2 separate regions of the Sus scrofa genome follow, and region 2 is linked to region 1. A link is a contact called in public Hi-C data. All regions are on one chromosome and are shown on one strand. Each heading gives the region's core, a stretch centred on a gene start, on an enhancer-like site or on the middle of the called end of the contact. The rest is flanking DNA. Distances are from core to core; before and after follow the strand shown.

Region 1 (4,068 bases), core at 582-3,081:
CAGCATGGGTTTCTAGACGGAGTGTGTCTGCAAGATCACTACTGAACAAGTTGTTTTCTACATGTTTCACTCAATCACCACAGAACCTCAATATAAGTCTTATTTATTACAAGCCTTGTATCGTGGAGGATAGGTGGGCTTAAGCATTCCCAAGGTTAGAGAGGCAGGGCTGGAATGAATTTCAGCTTTAACTCCAGAGCCCACTCTTTCCACTGAGCTTGCACTTTCAAAACCAAAAATGGCTGGGCCTAGGGCATGTAGTTTTAAAAGGAGTTCTCAACTTGAGTTGACGGAATAGATGTTGGACTGGACAATTCGGACAGCGAAACTCTGCCCACTAAAAATGGTCATTTGCCATCTGCCTCTACAAGGAGTAAGTCACCAGTCACTTCAGTCACTGACCTGCAGCATGCCTGAAAGGAGTTCAGGGTGAAGATCAGGCCTGAGGCCCTCTCTGCTCTGGGAAAAACCCGCAGAACGGACCTTCGGACAGATATTTTCGGGTGAAGATTTTCTTTTTTCTTTTTCCACACTTCCACACCTGTGGCATGTGGAAATTCCTGGGCCAGGAAACAAATCCAAGCTGCAGCTGCGACCTACACCACAGCTGCTGCAACTCTGGATCCTTCCCTACTGCACTGAAGTGGGAACTCCAGATTTTATGAGCCCAATTTTTTTGGCATCTTAGATCTAGAAAAGCACCGCAATCATTAACAGAGACATCTATCTGCTCCTTGTGACTAGCAGCAACCTTCTCTTGATAGCAGCAAGCCTCTGCCAAAATGTGTGTTTGGATGCACGTATGCCCCTGCAAAATTACGTATATACAGACCTACTCCTACCCTCCCCCCCACCTCTTCAGAGAAGTTCCTGGGCTATAGTTCTCATTTTGCTCCAGAGAAAACCCCACAGCTCTCACATTGTACATTTTTTTTTTTTTAGCTAACACGTTAAAGCCTTTTTTGAAACTGGATGGATTTAATCAGTACTCCTAGCATTAATTATTTGATAAGACAGATGCTTTGCTGGTTTGGTACCTCTGATAACCTGATAGCTCTGATAATCAAATAATTGTGTTACCTTTTAAAAGATTGAGTGACAGATTTGAGGATGTGCAAATGGTGTATTGAGTTTTTTTTTTTTTTTTAATGAGGTAAATTTTACAGTGAAATGCAGTCTTTGAGTTACATGTTTTGACAAATGCCTAATACATCCATGTAATTCACACCCCAACCAATCGAAGATATCTGTCATCCCCCAAAGTTTTCTGGTGCCTCTTTCCAATCACCAGCTCCCCGGGGGCCACGTCGGGGCACCGATTTCTGTTAGCACGCATTAGTATGTTAATGGTAAGCTGCATTGCACTTTACAGCCTATTCAAAAACAAGCCCGGCTGTTAAGGTGGAACTCTATCCTCTGGAATTCTTTTAAAAGCACAAATTTAACACTTCCGGATTAGAGTTTTTAAAATGCTATTTTTAATTGAATAACCACTTCTGGCTCCTGAGAAAGAAAAAAGCAAGATATACACCTTACCTGAACTGTTCTCTTTTGAATCTCTTCAATGGCCTTTGGGAAACCAAATTTTGAGGGGAACCAAGTTGGCAGCCCACCAGTTACGCCACCTCAGTGACTGACTTGGGGGTCCCCCAGAAGCCTGTGACAAGGGGGCGGAGGAGAGAGAAGTGATTGAATAGGAAATGTGGGGAGCTCGCCCTTAAATCCGGCTCCCGCCGGCCGGCCCTGGATGTGTGTGCTTGGGGGCCCGCACTCCCTCCCCGCAGGCCCTGGCCGGCCGCGCGTTTCCTGCCTGGTTTCCTGATCAGCAGCGGGCCAGCCGGGCGCGGGCAGGAAAGGATGCGCTGCCCAGACCGGGCGGGGCGGCTCTCGCGGGCTCGCCAAGGCCCCCGCCCGCCGGGTGCCGCCCTTCCCGCGCCGTCGGGGGCGGACCCGGGCGGGGCTGCGGGAGCCGCGCTCGGCGGCGGGGGTGCAGTCCCGGAACGCGGGATGCTGGGCGCGCAGCCTCGCCGTCCGCCTCGCCACTCGCCCGCCGCCCCGCGCCGCTGCGCTCGCGCGTTTCAGAGGTAAGAGGAGCCTTCCAGAGGCGACCCGCGGGCTCCCCTGCCGCGGGGTCCCCGGCGGCCCCGGGACCCTGCCGCCTCGCCCTCCCCGCCACCGAAAGGCACAGGTGGACGGTGGCGCGTCCCTCTCCCTTGGTGATCAGCTCCCAGGACGCGCGTTGAAAAGTGTCTCCGCATCTCGGAATCCGGGACTTAACCTTGAACCCGGAGCTTCCTGAGCGCAGGTGTGGCCGAGGGACTGAGGCCGAAGGTAGACGGGTGTTGAGTCGCATAGTTGGGAACCTTGAAGAACAGCGTCTGGGATACTCAGCGTTTCAGAACAGGTTTGCTTCTTTCCATAAAGAAATCTTTTCTGGGATACAAACACTGTGAGATGTATGCATTTCGAAAGGGTCCTCATTTTAAGAGAACTTGGGGCGGAGGACACCGGCCGCGCTAGATTGCCGAGCATGAACTTGACGTACTGGCCTTGGCAAAGCTGAGGGACGCGGGGAGAGCGCAGCTGAGTAGTTGTGGGGAAGCTGCATCCAGCCCGTGGGACCAGGCGCAGCCGCCTCGGCCGAATATTCGTGTAAAGCCAACCTCTTTACACCAATTTGGAATTAGGAATAGCGTCCTCAGAAACGTTATTAGAGCGTGAGCGTGTTTCTCAGAAGGGAAAAGATCACTTTGCTCCTTTTTGTTTTTCCTTTTATTCTTTCATAAAGCATTGGCCCCGCGGACTTTAGCGTGTTTCTATTTATTTATTTATTTATGCAGCTCTGAAGACACCGTAGGGGATACAGATTTCAGCAAAAATAGCTGAGTTTGGCGTGATGCTATTAACTATTGAGAATATTCACAGCTTCTCCCTACTCTCTGATAACATTTAGAATTGTCTTTAAACGTTTATGTATGTGAATGCTATATAGATATTTTGGAAAATGTGTATAAAATATATCTAAGTTCTTACTTTCTCAAAACGGTTCTTAAACCAAACATGGTAAGTAGCCAGTCCTGGTATTGGAAACAAAATGTTGGAAGGAAATAAGCAAGCAAGGTTAAAAAAAAAAAAAATTAAAGAAGCATGCTATCTTCTTTTTTAATGTAGTGCTTTTTTACTCAGCATTCCATTCTAGCCTGGCGGGTCTGTTAACACCTTCAAAGTATTGGTTGAGCTAGTTAAAAAAAAAAAAAATCACTTATTTTCAAAAGCTTGAGAACATTAAAAAAAAAAGTCCGTGCTATGGAAACCATACTATGATTTATAAAATAAGCCATCCTATTTCCATGCAGCTATAACTATAGATTATCACGCTATTCTGTCCTGTTGGTCATTTTCATAAGAAGGAAGATGCGTTACACTCACAAAATCAGTTGTGATTAAGAACTTTAAAAAATGGTTGTCATGGGAAAGTAAGCAATTTGAGAGAAACCTGCTCAACTTTTGGCGGCAAGAGATTGCTTGCTTCTTTGGTTACTGAGTATCAGTGACTCGAAGGAAGCATTTTAATTGCCCTCAGCGCCCACGCTTGCCTGGGAGATGCGATGATGCTCACCTGCTGTCTTTGGCCACGTTTCCCAGTTCATGTTCAAGGAGAGGATTGGGTGAAATCTGTGTCTCATTCCAGCCAAACTGAATTTCCTTTTTGCGTTGGGGAGGGTGGGAGCGCTAATCATCTGCATGATTACACTTCATAGCTCTGCTTCTCTTCGAGGAAGTACAGAATTTCCTTTGTTCAGCCAACTCCAACAGAAAGAAAGCTAATACAGACGCACCAATTTCCTTCCCATTGAATTTTGAATATTTAATCAGTCCTCTTAATTCCCTTTGTTTCTGTCTTATTCTGAAGGGACGTGGCATATATATTTGAAATATAATATACTGACTAAAAATAGATTAACCATGGATAATGGGGAAATGTAAACATTAAGTATCTATGTATCTATGTCACCAATATATATATTTGGTTACGTTTAGTTCTCCAGTTTCCTAGACTCGAGTACG
Region 2 (4,068 bases), core at 789-3,288, 37 kb before region 1:
AGCCACGTCCTTGAAGCCATTGCAGGTGCCGAAGGCGGAAGACGTCAAAGGTATGCTGCCTGCAAGCGCGTAGACCCCAGACCGGTTGGAACCAGAAGGTCGATGACGCTGACTCCCAATGACCTCACCATCCACCCGTCAGGAAAAGGTCCATGAGCTGCTAATGCCCTGTTTTTGAACACTCTAAGACCCCTCATCGTCCCCTCCAAGGAGGGCGCCGTCCTTGCCTGCTGCTGTGTCCCCTCTCTGCCTGGCAATTAGAGCTACTTTTCCTCTTTCTTTCAACTCTGTCTCCGCGTTTCTCTTTGGCATCGGTGTACAGAGATTTCAGCCACAGCGATCAAGGCCCTCTTGTGCCCCTCACGCTTCACTCCCCTCTCTTAGCTTTGCTTCCTCATCTGGGAAACCTGCAACAGTCCAGAGAATCTTCGCAGGTTGCCACCACAGAAATCAGTGTCTGGACCCACATTCTCTGCTCTCCTCTGATTAGAAAGCTCTCTGACCCTCTCCGGTGCGCTCTTCTTTCACTCAGCGAGGTCCCTCCATCAAATCCCCCACCAATCACTTATCAGGTTTTTGACTTCGATCACTGCTCTCAGCAGTCACACATATTATTTGTTCCGCCTTAAAAACCAACCAACCAACCAACCAACCAACCAAACTCTCTGGCAATCTCACTTCCCCTTCTGCTTCTGGGCAAAGAAACCAACACATAAAAACCAAACCAACCAAATTCTTCCAAAGGCTCGTCTAGTTCCCTGCCTGTAAGTCCTCTCCTCTTTTTCTCTTTTAAAAAAATCACTCCACGAAGATGGTCTTCCACCACCCCACTGGACCCACTCCTGCCAAGGCCACCAAACATCCACAGGGTAAAAGCAGTGATCAGTCCCCTGACCCACCCGTCCTTCCGCCTGTACCCTCTTTCCACTTGGTTTCCAGGATTCCACACCCTCCTGCTGTCGCCCAACCTCCCCAGCAGCTCCACCTCCTTTTCTGCACCCTTTCCTCCCCTGACCTGTGTTACTTTGGTCTCAATGAATTGTCCCATGTTCCTGAGCAATTTTGTACAGTGTGAGCTGTTAGCTTCAGGGAGATGATTTCCTTTGGATTAAAAGATAATCAAAGAATAACAGATATTCAGAAATAGCCTCATCCACACACACACACAAAGGAAACAAGAATAAACAGTTGAGTGGTAAAAAAATTTACAGAAGGGATAACACTCAATGTAGTCAAAGCGACTTGGCCTGGGTAAAGACTGACTTGCTGGTGGCAGCACATCCTAGCTAAATAAGTCCCCAGTATGTAGCAGGGTCTCTTTAAAGCTGTAATTCTACTTTGGGAAGACACTTTAAGAAAATAATCCTAAAGGGGAAAATGCATTTCAGTTGCAGAAGTACAAATATAGGTGCTTCATTTATAATGTAAAATATCTAAAGAAATGAAAGGGACAGCAGCAAGAGGCCCAGCAGATGGGAGTAGCACTCAGGGACCAGTTTGTGGGGACCAACCCACAGGTAAATTTTAAGACATCTACACACTGAATATTATCTGGAGTAAATTCATGAGGTCTATGTTAATGCAAGTGTTTAAATAAAGATGATTTTAATGGGAAAAAAGAGGAGAGCACAAAATAAGTACTTATACACTGACTGAAGCTATGTGAAAAGAATTCAGGTCATAAATATTCATTAGGGAAAAAAGTCATCATTTACAGCTTTGAATGAATATGACAGCATGCTGGGCACTGAGAAGGAAATGGCACAAATATGCAGGAATAATGCACAATAAGGAGGTCCAGGCTGCAATCTGGGCTCCCTCGAAGTCCTTTGTAAGATCTGGGTTTGTGCCCCATCTGGACAAAGGATGGGGTGGAAGTTCCCCCCGGGCCATTGGCGGATGTACCACCAGAGGGCGCGCCAAGCTTGTCTCCAGGTCTCCGGGCGCCCTCCCGCCCCCCGGCGGCGCGCGCTCCCCAGGGCGGCCGGGCTGGACCTCTCCCTCCCTGCCGGCCTCCTCTCCGCCTGCCGCCAGAGGGCGCCGCAGGCTGCCCGGCGCTCGGCTGGCCGCCCCGGAGCGCCAGCGCGGGAGTGAGGCGGGGGCCGGCCAGGCGGCGGCCATGGACCGCTTCGTGTGGACCAGCGGCCTCCTGGAGATCAACGAGACCCTGGTGATCCAGCAGCGCGGGGTGCGCATCTACGACGGCGAGGAGAAGGTAGGGAGGCGGCCCGGGTCGCTCCCCGGCCCCCGGCTCGACTCTCGGCGCCGCCCCCGCCCGCCGGAGCCCGTCCGGCGCTCGGCTCGGCCCGACTTTGGAACGGCTCCCGGGGACGCGGTGGGTGGCGGCCCCTCCGGCCCGGGAGAGACTCCTTCGGGCCGCTCGGAGGGCGCGGGCCGAGCGCGGCGCGGTCTGGGAACCCGGATTCAGCGCCCCGATCGCGGCGGACGGGCGGCGGGCAGGCCGGTTCCGCCCTCGTCGGGAGGCCCCGGGTCCTGCGCTCGCGAACCGGGCGTGGCTTCGGCGCTGGGACCTGGGGGCGCCCGGGGGACTCCCGGCTGTCGCGGCCGGAGCGTCTGGGGGACGGCTTTGGAAGGACCTCGAAAGGAGGTGTCAGCCTCTCCTTGGGACGCCTTGGCCAAAGGCTCTGCGGGTTTTTTTGGGGGGAGGGGGTGACCTAAGAAAAGGGTTTTGATGATTTGCTTTGTACAGCGATGTAGTAGGCCATGCCTGGTCACCCGAGCTTAAACCTTAGGAGATCTGTTTGCAAACTGAGAGGGAAAAATACTGTGTAAGACATTCCCTGGAGACTTCTCTCAAACTGCAAACTGTCATCCTGTTCTGGGGAAATGTATAAGCTGGAATTAGGAAAAAAAAATTTAAAAACCCGTTTCCTCCCCAGCGTTTTTCGTTTGCACAAGTTTTCCCTGCACCCTCTACTTCCTTGCAGTTTCGTTAGAGGAACTTCCTGTTGTACTTTTGCATGGGTTCCTGGACTCAGCTTTTCCTGATCATGCTTTGCAGAAGCTGGAGGCCTCCTGCCTTGAAGGTAGCAGAGGGCCTGGGTCACAACCTTCCTTCGGAGGCAAGGCTGACGGGACCGAGGGCCCAAGGTTCTCTGCCTCTTGGAGGGCATTGTTTCATATTTCCATTTTGGAGTCAAAGTCTTTTCCTTAAATCATTTCGTTGGCCTCAACTCTGTTTACTGCTTCAGTCCTTTCATTAATTTGATCTTGTATTGGGCTGGCATCTTTTGGTTGGAGCAACAAGCTAAAGGTTTTTGGGTTTTCAAACCGAGGTTACACCTTTGGAACTCTTGTCGTAAATGGGAAACAAATCAACCCCCCTCCCCAGCCCTGGCCCTCGGGGAGCTGGAGGTTTTCCCCACCCGCCCAACTGTAATTCTGGACATTGGCAGGTTGGTCTTCAGAGACTCCCCAAGCCTCTCCCTGCTGGCAAGTCAGGCTTTTGCAGAGCCACAGGCTCTGCCCTTTTCTGGAATTCCAGTATGCAAATTAGAATACCTTGGCTGGCACAGAATTTAACTGTGGTATCTTCAAAACCAATAAAAAAAACAAAATCGTTTGTACCTTTGTATGAAAAACCATTGTTGAACCAGCACATTCTATTTTTTCTTTTACTTTTTTTTGCTTCTTGTTTTAGCAGACAAGTAGATATATGTATCAGAGGATTAAGAAAATGTCATGGGGAAAACTTAGTTGATCTAGTTAAGAATTTTTTTTATAACCATTTTTTAAACTTGAAGTATAGGTAGTTTACAACGTTGTGTTAGTTTCAGGTCTACAGCAAAGTGATTCAGTTGTACATACACATGTGTAAAGATAGATGTGTATTCTTTTTCAGATTTTTTTCTATTATAGGTTGTTATAAGATATCGAATATAGTTCCCTGTGCTATACTGTAGGACCTGGTTGTCAGTCAGAAATTCCTAACTGTTCCGGAAGCTGGGGCTGGTGAGGGAGGGCCTAGGTGTCTTGAAATCAGGCAGGCTGCCCAGCACTGTGGTCCCCGGGCTGGATCTGCTCAGTCATCTGCAGAGCTGCTCCCAG

What was found. Hi-C and Micro-C count contacts between places; a contact is called where the count stands out from the background.
Region 2: a contact with region 1 is called in a Hi-C map of embryonic fibroblasts, with 2.0 times the contacts expected there. The contact joins the promoter of VPS36 here to the promoter of THSD1 in region 1. A contact is called at or near these places in 8 of 47 Hi-C or Micro-C datasets (brain, embryonic fibroblasts, heart right ventricle and 4 more) and 1 of 2 datasets of contacts at active chromatin or transcription factors (skeletal muscle).

What each region holds. Positions count from the first base shown.
Region 1 is chr11:15,695,794-15,699,861 of Sscrofa11.1, reverse strand. THSD1 (thrombospondin type-1 domain-containing protein 1) reads left to right here and starts at 1,831. Exons shown (of 6, transcript XM_005668378.3): 1 at 1,831-2,404.
Region 2 is chr11:15,733,439-15,737,506 of Sscrofa11.1, reverse strand. VPS36 (vacuolar protein-sorting-associated protein 36) reads left to right here and starts at 2,038. Exons shown (of 13, transcript XM_005668376.3): 1 at 2,038-2,215. The coding sequence starts at 2,120.